2 separate regions of the Sus scrofa genome follow, and region 2 is linked to region 1. A link is a contact called in public HiChIP or PLAC-seq data. All regions are on one chromosome and are shown on one strand. The core of a region is the stretch at or near the end of the contact, and the rest is flanking DNA. Distances in the headings are between cores, read along the strand shown.

Evidence for each region. HiChIP or PLAC-seq counts read pairs in DNA pulled down with a chosen protein or histone mark.
Region 2: an H3K27ac HiChIP or PLAC-seq map of alveolar macrophages shows a contact between it and region 1. The contact joins the promoter of UHRF2 here to the promoter of KDM4C in region 1. A contact is called at or near these places in 4 of 47 Hi-C or Micro-C datasets (embryonic fibroblasts, heart right ventricle, liver and 1 more) and 2 of 2 datasets of contacts at active chromatin or transcription factors (alveolar macrophages and skeletal muscle).

The regions. Positions count from the first base shown.
Region 1 is chr1:215,504,427-215,510,102 of Sscrofa11.1, reverse strand. It overlaps KDM4C (lysine-specific demethylase 4C), which reads left to right and starts at 2,325. Exons shown (of 22, transcript XM_021063858.1): 1 at 2,325-2,591.
Region 2 is chr1:215,804,803-215,810,478 of Sscrofa11.1, reverse strand. UHRF2 (E3 ubiquitin-protein ligase UHRF2) reads left to right here and starts at 2,851. Exons shown (of 16, transcript XM_021063938.1): 1 at 2,851-3,368. The coding sequence starts at 3,216.

The sequences.
Region 1 (5,676 bases), core at 1,076-3,575:
TAAGTCCTAACCGATAGACCACTAGGGAACACCCACCCTCATTTTTTGGGCTTAAAAAAAAAAAAGACTCAGTTCCTGCTACCTCAGTTGGTTAAGGACCCAGCATTGTCTCCGAAGAGGCTCAGTCACAGCTGCAACTTTGGTTTTGATCCCTGGCCCCAGAATTTCCATATGCCAAGAGTGTGGCCACCCGCCCCCAACCAACCAACCAACCAAAAAAATCAAACCCTCCCAAAGCTGAGACTTTATTTACTGTGTTTAACAAATATTATTTGTTCAATATCATGTGTCTGGAGACTATAAATGGACTGGAATTCATGTTTCTAGATTTTCAGTCTGGTGTGCTAGGTTCCTAGTCTAATACAGCATATGATTTATTAAGAACCCTGGTATTCAGTAGCTGTCTGAAATATTTCTTAATCTCCACACTTCAGTTTTCATATCCATGACAAGGAGATAATAATAAAGCCTATTCAACAAAGAATTTTAAAGATTAATCTATTAATATATATGAAGCTCTTAAAACAGCATCAGTCTCACAGTAAGCCCTAAATGAATGTTGAATGTTTATTGCTTTAGTGTATTTGATGGATTTGTAAGGAGAGTTGGGATCTTCATAACATACACATTTGTAAAATTCCCAGTTGAGTGTACATGTTAGGCAAGTTCAGATGTCTATGTGTGTGGGTAATGGAGCCCAAAACTTCTTTCCAATTTAATAACTACAGAAATGTGGCAGCCTGGAGCTTCTGTTGTGGCTCAGTGGTTTATAAACCCAACTAGTATCCATGAGGACTCGGGTTCCATCCCTGGCCTTGCTCAGTGAGTTGAGGATCAGGTGTTGCCATGAGCTGTGGTGTAGGTTGATGATGTGGCTTGGATCCCAGTTGCTGTGGTGTAGGCTGGCAGCTACAGCTCCTATTATACCCCTAGCCTGGGAACTTCGATATGCCACAGGTGCAGCCCTAAAAAAGTAAAAAAAAAAAAAAAAAGGGACTGCCCAATAATCCCATTAGCCTTACTTAAATATATATATATTTATATACACATATATTATATGCACAATAAAAAAATATATTTCCCCCAGGCTTGTGGCAGACCAAAAGTTCCTGGACTAAGGGTGCAACCGTGCAACAGTAGTGACACAAGCCACAGTAACAACACGGGATCCTTAACAGCCAGGTCACCAGGGAACTCTCTAATTAGCCATATTTCATCAGTCCTTGCAATGCTCCTACCATTGAGAAAAGACTTTGAGGGCGTGGTAAATATACCTGTTGAGATACTTAGAAAGGCGGGAATTGGTGGACTGCAATAGAAAATTCAGCACTTGAGACAGCCCAGACCTGTTCAGAAGCCTAAGGATCTGCCCTTTCTTAGCTGAGAATACGTTAGGGGAAACGCAACAAAGGACCCAGCTGGAAACTCTACAGGAAGTTAAAAAAATTGTTCAGCTTTGCAAAACACCTGGTGCTCAGCCATCTGTCTTTGGTAGCACAAAGGCTTAAGTAAGGGATTACTGTTTTTTTCTGACACTTTAGAAGGCAGATACCCCGCAGAAATAATAAGTTGTCGCAAGCTAATTTAAGTACTTCCTGAGGAGTCCGGAGGCACCTGCACTTCATGTTAATAGCTCAGGCTATTCTGCTGACATCTCTAATTTTTGAGAAACCTCCAGACCAAAGTCCTATTAGGGACACTGCAGGTTTCCTCAGCTAAAGCGCACACCTGCGCTGGGCCGGGACATGTTCAGCGTAGGTGTCTGGAACACGGGATAGTATCGCTCCCTTTGGCTAACAACATGGCTTACTGCTTGAGAACTGCTTGCTAAAAGGTTGGCAGGTAGACACCCGTCGCCCACTCAGGATCTACCATTTCGGTCAGAAGTCTCAGAAATCCTGACCATAAGACGCTGTCATTGCTACCCAGCAGCGAACCGCGACATCCTGGCCAGTTCGGTTAGGCTGGGCATTACGATGCCCCACCCATGGCAACGCCACTCTGACGTCCGCGCGCCGGAGGCAGCCATAGGGCCGCGTCGGGCCAAGAGGACGTGTGGCGCGTGGGCTACATCAGGTCCAACCCTGAAGGAACCCAGTGGGCGCTTCTGGGCAGGGTTCTGTGCACCTGTTCCTTTTTTCTGTTCAACTGTCTTTCCCTTCTGGGAAAAAAGGGACATAACCATCTCTAGAAAGCCAACAGCGCAGCTGCGAGTCTAGAATAGGAACAGCGCGGAAGATTAAGCCTAAAGCAAGAATGTGCCTGGCACCTTTAAGCTGTTTGGAAGTTCACGTGACCCGCTAAGTGCAGGCCCCAGCGGTCACGTGACGGCGCGCGCGCGCCCTCGCGCAAGGAGAGCCGGCGGGCGCTGTGCGCGCGCCTTCACCGCTGCCTCCCAGCCCCTCGACGGGAGGCTGAGGAGCGGCGGAGTGATCGGGCGACTAAGGCCGGGTGCGCGTGCGCAGCGAACAGCTGTCACCCAGTGCGGAACAAGTCTCCTAAATTTCCCAAATCTCCCTGGGTCACGGGCTACCGTTTTCCTTCTCATCTTCCTCCTCGGGGTCGTGTCCTCGCCCCAGTCCGCGCGCCAGGTAACCGCTTTTCCGGACTCCGGAGAATGGGGGCAGTGGGGGGAGGGGCCCCGGGCGGTCTTCCCGGCACTGCCCCGCTCCGCGCGGGGCAGCGGGGGGTGCCGGCGTCCAGCCGAGCGGAGACGCGGGGCCGGAGACATTCGGTCCGCGGTCGCCGCGACTGTCATGCCAGGGGGAGAGAGCGGCCCGCCGTGGTCGCAGCAGTGGGAGGCGGGAGCCAGTGACAGCCCGCTCTGGCCCTCAGGGGTTCGGTCCCCGTGCTCGCCGTTCTGCCGGGGGCCGGAGTCGGGGTCGCGCTCTTTGGAGCAGAGAAGCTCGCGGTTAGTCTAGGGATGCCGACTCCTTACCTTTCCCCTTCCAGCCGGGTCTGCGGGGACCCTGGGAAGACCAGGCCTGGTGCGCCCCTTGGGGCCGTCTCTTCCCTGGGACTATCACAACCCGCGGGGTAAAGGTGGGGGCGCCTCTCCAGACCACTCCATCGTAGGCAGTTAGACCCTCTTCCTGGTTCGACTTTAGTCCCCGTGGCTGTCCTTTTGATTTTTCCGGCTTGGGGCCATTTTTTCCTACGGTGCCTCTGGCCACGATGCGGTGTTAGACAGTGGATGCTTAATAAATAGGAGTTGGATAGGGTCGCGTGGTAAGCCAGGCATGGGACGTGGCGGGGGGTGGGGATGTGGAGAAAGGAGCCAGGTAGGCTGGGGCAACGGGCTCGAGCTTGGGGTTTTCCTCGGTGTTCAGCCAATGAAACCAGCAGGGCTAGATTCGGATGCTTTCCGGGTGAACTCGGAGCTAGTCTCCCCCTGAGCTGCTACCATGCACGTCTGCCGGAGCCGGCTTCTGGCTTTGGTGGTGGGCGTTGCTGGAGAGGATTTTTTTGTGCGTCCTCTCCCTGGAAAAGAGAGGGCAAACTTTTAAAACATTTTAAAATTTATTTATTTATTTATTTATTGCTCTTGGTAAGTTACCCTGCGGGGTGATTCCTCCAGCACTGCTTGGGAAGTGTAGGTTAAAAGTTGCATTCAGTCCACTCTTAGCCTTGTGAAAGTTTATGGTAGGCTCTGTTCACCTATGTTCGGACCAAACTTTGCCCTGTTTCACCCACTTGAATTTGCAGTATTTTTTATTTTTAACCTCCGGAAACTCGGCTTCACTGTTTCTATGGCAACGGTTACTAATATTCAAATTTCGAAGTGTCGTGGTTGAAAATTAGTGGCTTTAAATTTTAAAGGTACATTTTTACTTTGTAGCACTAGGTTCTCCTTTAAGATCGTTAGTTATGACCTTTTTAGATCTTTAGAACTATTAAGGTCTCCCACCTTGCTAGTCCCCTCCCAACCCCCCCATACTTTATTTTTGGAATGTTATTACATGGTTCAGTTTTTTAAGGCCTTCTTTCTTTCAGTTTAAGGTGTTATGAAAAGTTTGCACATAATCTTTAGAGCATCTCAGGAACTTGGCAATGCAATTTTTAAATTTTGCTGTTTTATTGTTATTTTTTAAATGGCTGCACCTGAGGCATATGGAAGCCCCTGGGCCAGGGACTGAATCTGAGCTGCAGCAGTGGCCTAAGCCATAGATAGCAATGGCAATGCTGGATCCTTAACCCAGTGCGGGCTGGGGATGGAATTGGGACTCAGGACCTGAGCTGGTCCAGAGACAAGGAGGGATCCTTAACGCACTGTGCCTCAGCGGGGAACTCCAATTTTAGAACTCTTTTTTTTTTTTTTTTTTTTTTTAATTTGATGGCCGGAAAGTTCTTAGGGACAGAGATTGAATCTGGGCCACAGCTGCTGTGAGCTATGCCACAGCTGTGGCAACACCAGATCCTTTAGCCCACGGTGTGGAGCCGGGGGTTGAACCTGAGCTTCTATAGCAACAAGCACTGCAGCAGTGGGATTCCTAACCCACTGTGCCAGGGCGGTCAACTCCCAATTTTAGGACATTTTTATCACCTCAAAAAGAAGTCCTTTCCCATTAGCACTTATTGTTCATTTCTCCTAAATCCCATCCCCACCCCAGCCCTAGTCAATGACTAATGTGCTTTTTGTCTCAATAGATTCGCCGGTTCTGACATTTCATAAAAATGTAATCATATTATATGTGGTCTTGTGTGACTAGATTCTTTTATTTAGCGTAATATTTTACAAATTCATCCATGTCATAGCCTGTTTCAGCACTTCATTCATTTTTATGGCTAAATTACATATCTATTCCATTGTATGGATATATCACATTTTGTCTGTTTGTTGCTTGATGGGTATTTGGGTTGTTTCTACATTTTGGCTATTACGAATAATGTTGCTATAAACTATTTTTTTGTATGGATTATTTTTTATCTTTTTTTAAACTCTTGGGTATACAGCTGTTAGTGGAATTGTTGGATTAAACATTTTCTTTTGAATAAATGAACGAGCAAACAGGGATAGTGGTATTGAGGGATACTTTCTCTCAAGACCTTTGAGGGGCCTATTGACATTTTCCTGCTCCACTACCAAGAGTAATTCTTAGAGGCAGAATTCTTTGTAGCTTTGTCCTGAGTGTAGCACTGTCTTTCCTTGCCTGGAAAGCTCATTCTTTTGTTAGCCCAGTCTTTTTTCATACATAATAATCATAATGATTATTCTCTTGACATTGATTTGTTGTATATATATTAGAGATATGATGATAAAACAGGTACTTTCTGGAGTTCCCGTCGTGGCGCAGTGGTTAACGAATCCAACTAGGAACCATGAGGTTGCGGGTTCGATCCCTGCCCTTGATCAGTGGGTTAACGATCCAGCGTTGCCGTGAGCTGTGGTGTGGGTTGCAGACGCGGCTCGGATCCTGTGTTGCTGTGGCTCTGGTGTAGGCTGGTGGCTACAGCTCCGATTCGACCCCTAGCTTGGGAACCTCCATGACCAAGAAATGGCAAAAAGACAAAAACAGCCCCCCCCGCAAAAAAAACAGGTACTTTCTTTCTTTCTTTCTTTTTTTTTTTGCTTTTTAGGGTCACACCCCAACATGGAGGTTCCCAGGCTAGGGGTCGAATTGGAGCTCCAGCTGCTGACCTACCCTACAGCCACAGCAATGCCAGATCCGAGCTGTG
Region 2 (5,676 bases), core at 1,602-4,101, 300 kb before region 1:
GTTCACATCCAAATGGTTTCAGCTATACATCTGATAGTAAGACATATGTCAGATCTGTCTGAGAACTTCTATCTTGTTTGTACAGCTGGGCAGCTTTCTAAGAAGAAAACAACAGCCTTGTAGGGAAAGAGAAAAAACCTTAGTTACAATCTATACTGTGTGGAGGGAGAAACAGAGAAGGTTATATTTTGTTACATACAGAATCATTATTTGCAATTGTTTATAGCCTAAGTAAATCACTATACACAAAAGCTTATGTTTCCAGATGTAATTAATTTGGTCTGCACAGGACAAATATATCTTTTCTGGGTCTCCCATCTCTGGTCAATCATTTGGGATCTATATTGGCTAGATTAGCACAAATCCTATACAGTCTCAGCAGTATTTTGACAATAGTCTCCCCCAACCCCTGACCTCCTCACAAAGGATTCTCCATTTAAGACTTACAACATTAAAAGGACAAATTGCCTCATGGGAGTGAGTACAGCAGGTCTTGACTAGTTCTTTTTTCCGAACTTTTCTACTTCTCTTCAAAACTTTGGATTTATATTTCCAACTATTACTTAAATAACTCCATGTAGGTATACTCTGGATGAATTTCAGTGCAACACAATGCAAAGGGTACGCACTGCTTCCTCTTCTCTTCTAGTTCAGAGCATCATTATCTACCCAAACCATCATTTAAGTCTCCCAAACTAGAAACCTTGGAATTATTCTTAGCATTCTATTTTCCTCATCCCTCATATCCACACTTTCTACAAGTCTGATAGCCTTGATTTTCTAGAATACTCTGACTCTATACTTTCCTCTCTTACTGTCACAGATTTCACCGAAACTGACACAATAAGCTTTCTGACAGCATCTCCCCCGCCTCTCCTAGTCTCTTAGTTTTTCCCTAAGGCATCCTTCCACATTCCTTCAGGTGTCTTTGCAAAGGGCATATTTAATCACATCAGTGGACTCCTTTAAAAACTTTAGTTTCTCCCTGGGGCCCACAAAATCTATTTCTTTCAATGCTAATCTTCACACTCTGCCCCTCCCTATTTAGTCAACCTTTCTCTTATATGCAATCTCTTTGACCTGCAAAAATGCATACCTTCTATCTTTGCTTAAGCACTCTCTCCTCTTTGGGCATTCTCTGCTTATCTAAATCCTCTCCATAATAGTACAAAAATAATTTAGTGTGTAACACCAAGGGATAGGCACTATGATAAACATTTTACATTCATTAGATATTCTAAGCACCATTTTACATTGAGGAAATTGAAACAAATAATTTCTCCAAGATCACATTTTAAGTAAATAGAAAAACTGGTTACAATTCATGAACTGAACATTTAAATGCTGCCTTCATTACAATATGCCATTTAATTCAGGTCAAGTTGTACCCCTATTCTTAAGATCCCAGATCATTCTAGTCCCTTTCTCTCACCTCTAATTGCTGTTTTAACCAAGAGCAGACTATTTAGTACTAAATTATTCTTTAATACTTTCATTTTTTAAATTCTTATTTGAACAGGATTGTAAATTCTTTGTGATCAGAGAATTTTTATAAAACTTTTAATATGACTCTACAAGGGCATACTGTATCCTATAATAGCAAATAGCTATCCTTTATTGGGGCAGGTTATTAGCGAGCCTCATATTTACACATGTAAAGAATACCCAATATTTGTTTTACTTAAATCAGGAGCAGACAGGATGTATTTAGAGAGTAAAAGTGAGTGTAAAATTTTCAACAAGGACGGAGACCAAAATGTATATTTGTTCCACTTTTTTCTCTCTCTCCCATGTTGGGCCATCTTTTTTTTTTTTCCCAATATATTAGTGGTCTCTGTACTTACAATTATTTTAAGCGGTTATTACAAAAATGTTGCTCTACTTTTGTGCTAATAATCTGCACCAGTATGAATACTCAAGTTATGGATTTTGGCAAATATGAAGTCCAAATTTTATACATACATACTTTTTTCTACTTCCATATGCTCTCTTCCTTTTTAGGTAATGCTCCTTTGGACTATTTTTGAGAAATTATTCCTATCAGGATCGCTGGAGTACTTCCTTCATAGGTGTGTAATTTTGCATCCTTTAAAAGCGTCTTCCATGACCCCAGCCCCTTAAGCCAAATGCTAACATGGAAGGTCCACAAACGGAAACGTCCGCCTCTGGAGAGAGGCCTTCAGAGAGGCGGCACCAGCACCTCCCTGGCCCAAGGTCCGGTTGTGAGCGCAGCGGGCAGAGATGGGGATCCCACCCGGCCCGGCGGCCTGTAGGCCTTACTTGGGTGGCCACCTCCGCCCAGCGGCGGGAAACACTAGGAAGCCAGTTTCCGCGCGAAGGCAGCATTCTGCGACCGGCGGGAAACGAGTTCCTGAAGGAGAAGGGTCCCTAGGGCCTTTCCTGGGTGGCCGGCCCCGCCAGGCCGCCTGGCTGGCTGTGTCTGGCTGAGCGCGGTGAAGCGGGTTCATTTCCTTAGGTGCTTTCTCACAAATTTAGGCCGCGCCCGCATGCACTCACCCCACTTTTCATAGTCGTACAACTGCACATAAGAGTTTCTTATCTTTGGTGTTTTTGATACCACAGAACCGAATTGGCTAGGCCTGAGAGGTCGCTCTCGCCCTTGGTCCCGAAATCAGGTCTAAAGCGGCAACCCGTGTGGGCGGCCTTGTAACCGCCAGCAACCCGAAGGCTAGAGGGCGTGTCTAGGGCCCAGGTGCCGGCGGAGGGGCAAGTAACGGCTCACCAAAGCACCGCCCCCCCGCCCCGCCCTTCCCACCCCGCCCATTTTAGTTTCCTCTGGTCTGTGGCCACCTCCTGAGTTGCTTCCTCTTTAAGGCGGAGCCCGGCATAGATCTCGCGAGATCCGGGTTGGCGCCGTGACCTCCATGTGGGAGCTTGAGCTCTATAAGTAAACACTCCGCGCGGCGCAGACAAGGCTTCTTCCTATTTGTGAGGTGGGGGCTGCGGTAGCAGCCGCGCTCCCGACTGGTTCCGGTTTCCTTCCCTCCTCAGCTCTGCTGGGTGGGCGCTTAGTTTAGGATTCACCGCCGCCTGTCCGGCCCGGCGTCTGGTCGGTCTTCCTCTCTGGTGCGCGCGCTCGCCCGCCAGCCGCGGAGAGTCAGAGCGGACCGGGAAGCGGCGCGGGCCGGGCGGGGCGCGGCGCCCCGAGCGCAGGGGGAGACAAAGCAGGGCCGGCCCCTTCTCCCGGCGCCGAGATGTGGATCCAGGTTCGCACCATCGACGGGTCCCAGACGCGCACCATTGAGGACGTGTCCCGCAAAGCCACAATTGAGGAGCTGCGCGAGCGGGTGTGGGCACTGTTCGACGTGCGGCCCGAGTGCCAGCGCCTCTTCTACCGGGGCAAGCAGGTGAGTCGCGCCCACCGCCCCCCACGGGAAGCTCGAGCAAGGGCAGCGGAGCGTTGGCAGGATGCTTAAGCTGGACGGGCCGGAGTGCTTGGTGCCCCACATGTGCAAAATGTACCTGGCTCCACTTCGGGTGGGCAGCCCGCGAGGTTCAGAGCTCGGCCATGGGCGGGGGTCCTCGCCAGCCCTGAGTGCAGGTGCGCTTCGCGGGGTCGGAGGCACCCGGAGCCCGGAGACCTCACCGCCCTTTCTCAATGGGGCAGCAGCCGCTCGCTAGGGCGCCTGGGTTCCCTCTTATTCCCGCGCTTGGTGGGGTCCGGGCTCCTGGAGGGCGGGGAGGGCAGCAGACTCTGGCGGCCATGCCAAAGTGCAGGTGGGGAGGGCTGGCGGCTCTGACTCCCGGCAGCGCTGACCCGGCTAACGGCTTGTATCCTTTCTTTAGCTCTACCGCCCTCCTGGGTCCCAAATAGGAGGGGAAACTTACGTATTGCTTGTTCTCAGGCACAAGACCCTAAGTTGCCTCCTCTCTGTGGAAGGGATTTGTATACACTGAAGGTTCGAAGGCTTTCCAGAACTTCTGCCCGCCCCCTCCTTTCCTGGAATTGAATCTGTCTTGGGGGAGATTAGAGACCTGGGCTGAAGAAGCTGTAGATGTAACCTGGGACCGGGTTTAAACTAGCCAGTCTTGGCGGGGGGTGTGGAGGGGTAATATTCAGAGTGAAAAACGGTTTAAAAGATGTGTCTTGCCCTTATTTCTCACCTTCTCATAGGTCTCTCACCCATGCTTTGAACACAATTAGAGCATAGCTAGCGGTACATACTTGAAGGCTGAAAGTGTTATTTGGCGGTGCCCTAGGGTGTTTGGGCGTCCCTGGTAGTTGTATGGTATGGCCCTGATCTGGCCCATTGAAGATTTTTTCCTGTTCACGTGATCTGTACCTGGAGACCCAGACTCATCGTGTATTTCTTGTTTCTTCTTTGTAAAGACAAAACAAAGTTGGTATCCTCCAGTTGATAGACCATATTTTGGCTCCAATCTTGTAGTTTGAAATAAGTGTAACTCTCTTTCATTTGGTAGAAGTAGCGTTTTGCTACAGCCAACGGGTTTGAGAGGAGTATTTTTCTCCTCTTCATAGGCTTACCTTTTGAAAACTGTCCAGAAACTTCAGAGTAACAAGATTGCACTGAGAAAGAGCGAGGGGTTGTTAAAATTTGTTTTGAAATAAGTGTCAGTATCGTTGATATCAATATCCAGTTTTATATTGATCCTCTAGTGCTTGACTTGTAAAAATAGGTGTTCAATTTGTTTGCAAACTTTGCTTTAGAAATAAATGTATGTGTATTAAACGCTCTTTAGCTTTATAAGGCTGATACCTTTTAATTTTTTGGTCAAAAGTGAAAAGCATGTAACAAAGTCTATTGAATTTTATTTTCTAGCTAGGGACAATAGTATTTGAATTCCTGGGATACTTTAGTGACTTCACCAGAGATAGAAAAGCATGAAAATGAATTCCTGGGCGATGCCCATATAGTCTAATTATCAAATAACACTAAAAGGAAAATGTGCACCTGGCTCTCTTGAGGAAAAGGTAGGGATTGGGTTAAACTCAAGGCAACCAAGTAGCCCTTCTGACAAACCAGGAAGCTATTCCAAGCTCAGGGAAGAACTATTGAGCTTAACAACCTTTTGAACTTTTTACTCCAGGAGTTGATAACTCACTACTTGATTTTACTATGGGGATAAACCAACAAGAATTAGGAATGGACTGTGGGTGCCTCACTTGAGTTGGAGATAGAAGGAAGACATTGCTCCAGCTGTATTTACTTCCTTATGATCTGACAAGCAGAGATGAAATGATTATTATCTATATTCTCCTTTCCTTTTGGAGTCTACAGCCTGTGGACAGGATAGTGTATCTATATCAAGCTGCTTTGGATTGGTGTCACAGGGCTGCCCTTATTCTTGTAAATTGCTTTTGTGCTTATTAGAAAAAGATGTCCCATCCTCAAGATTCCTTTCTCATAGTGCAAAATGTCATAAAATAAAAACAAATTTACAGTTTTCCCTGATGTAAGGAGTCCCCCTGCCTTCACCTTTGTGTGTAAGGTTTGCTTCTTTTAATCTTTGGTATGCATCAGAATCTTTTGTAGATATTTATTACAGATGTTCAGCTCACAACAGAATTGCAAGTAGTGAATTTAACAAGACCCTGTGGGAGATTATCATGAACACCTGAGTTTGATAATGAATGTTGAAGAAGGCAGCTTCCTACTAGTTTCTTACTATTCAAAATGTAGTCCCAGGATCAGC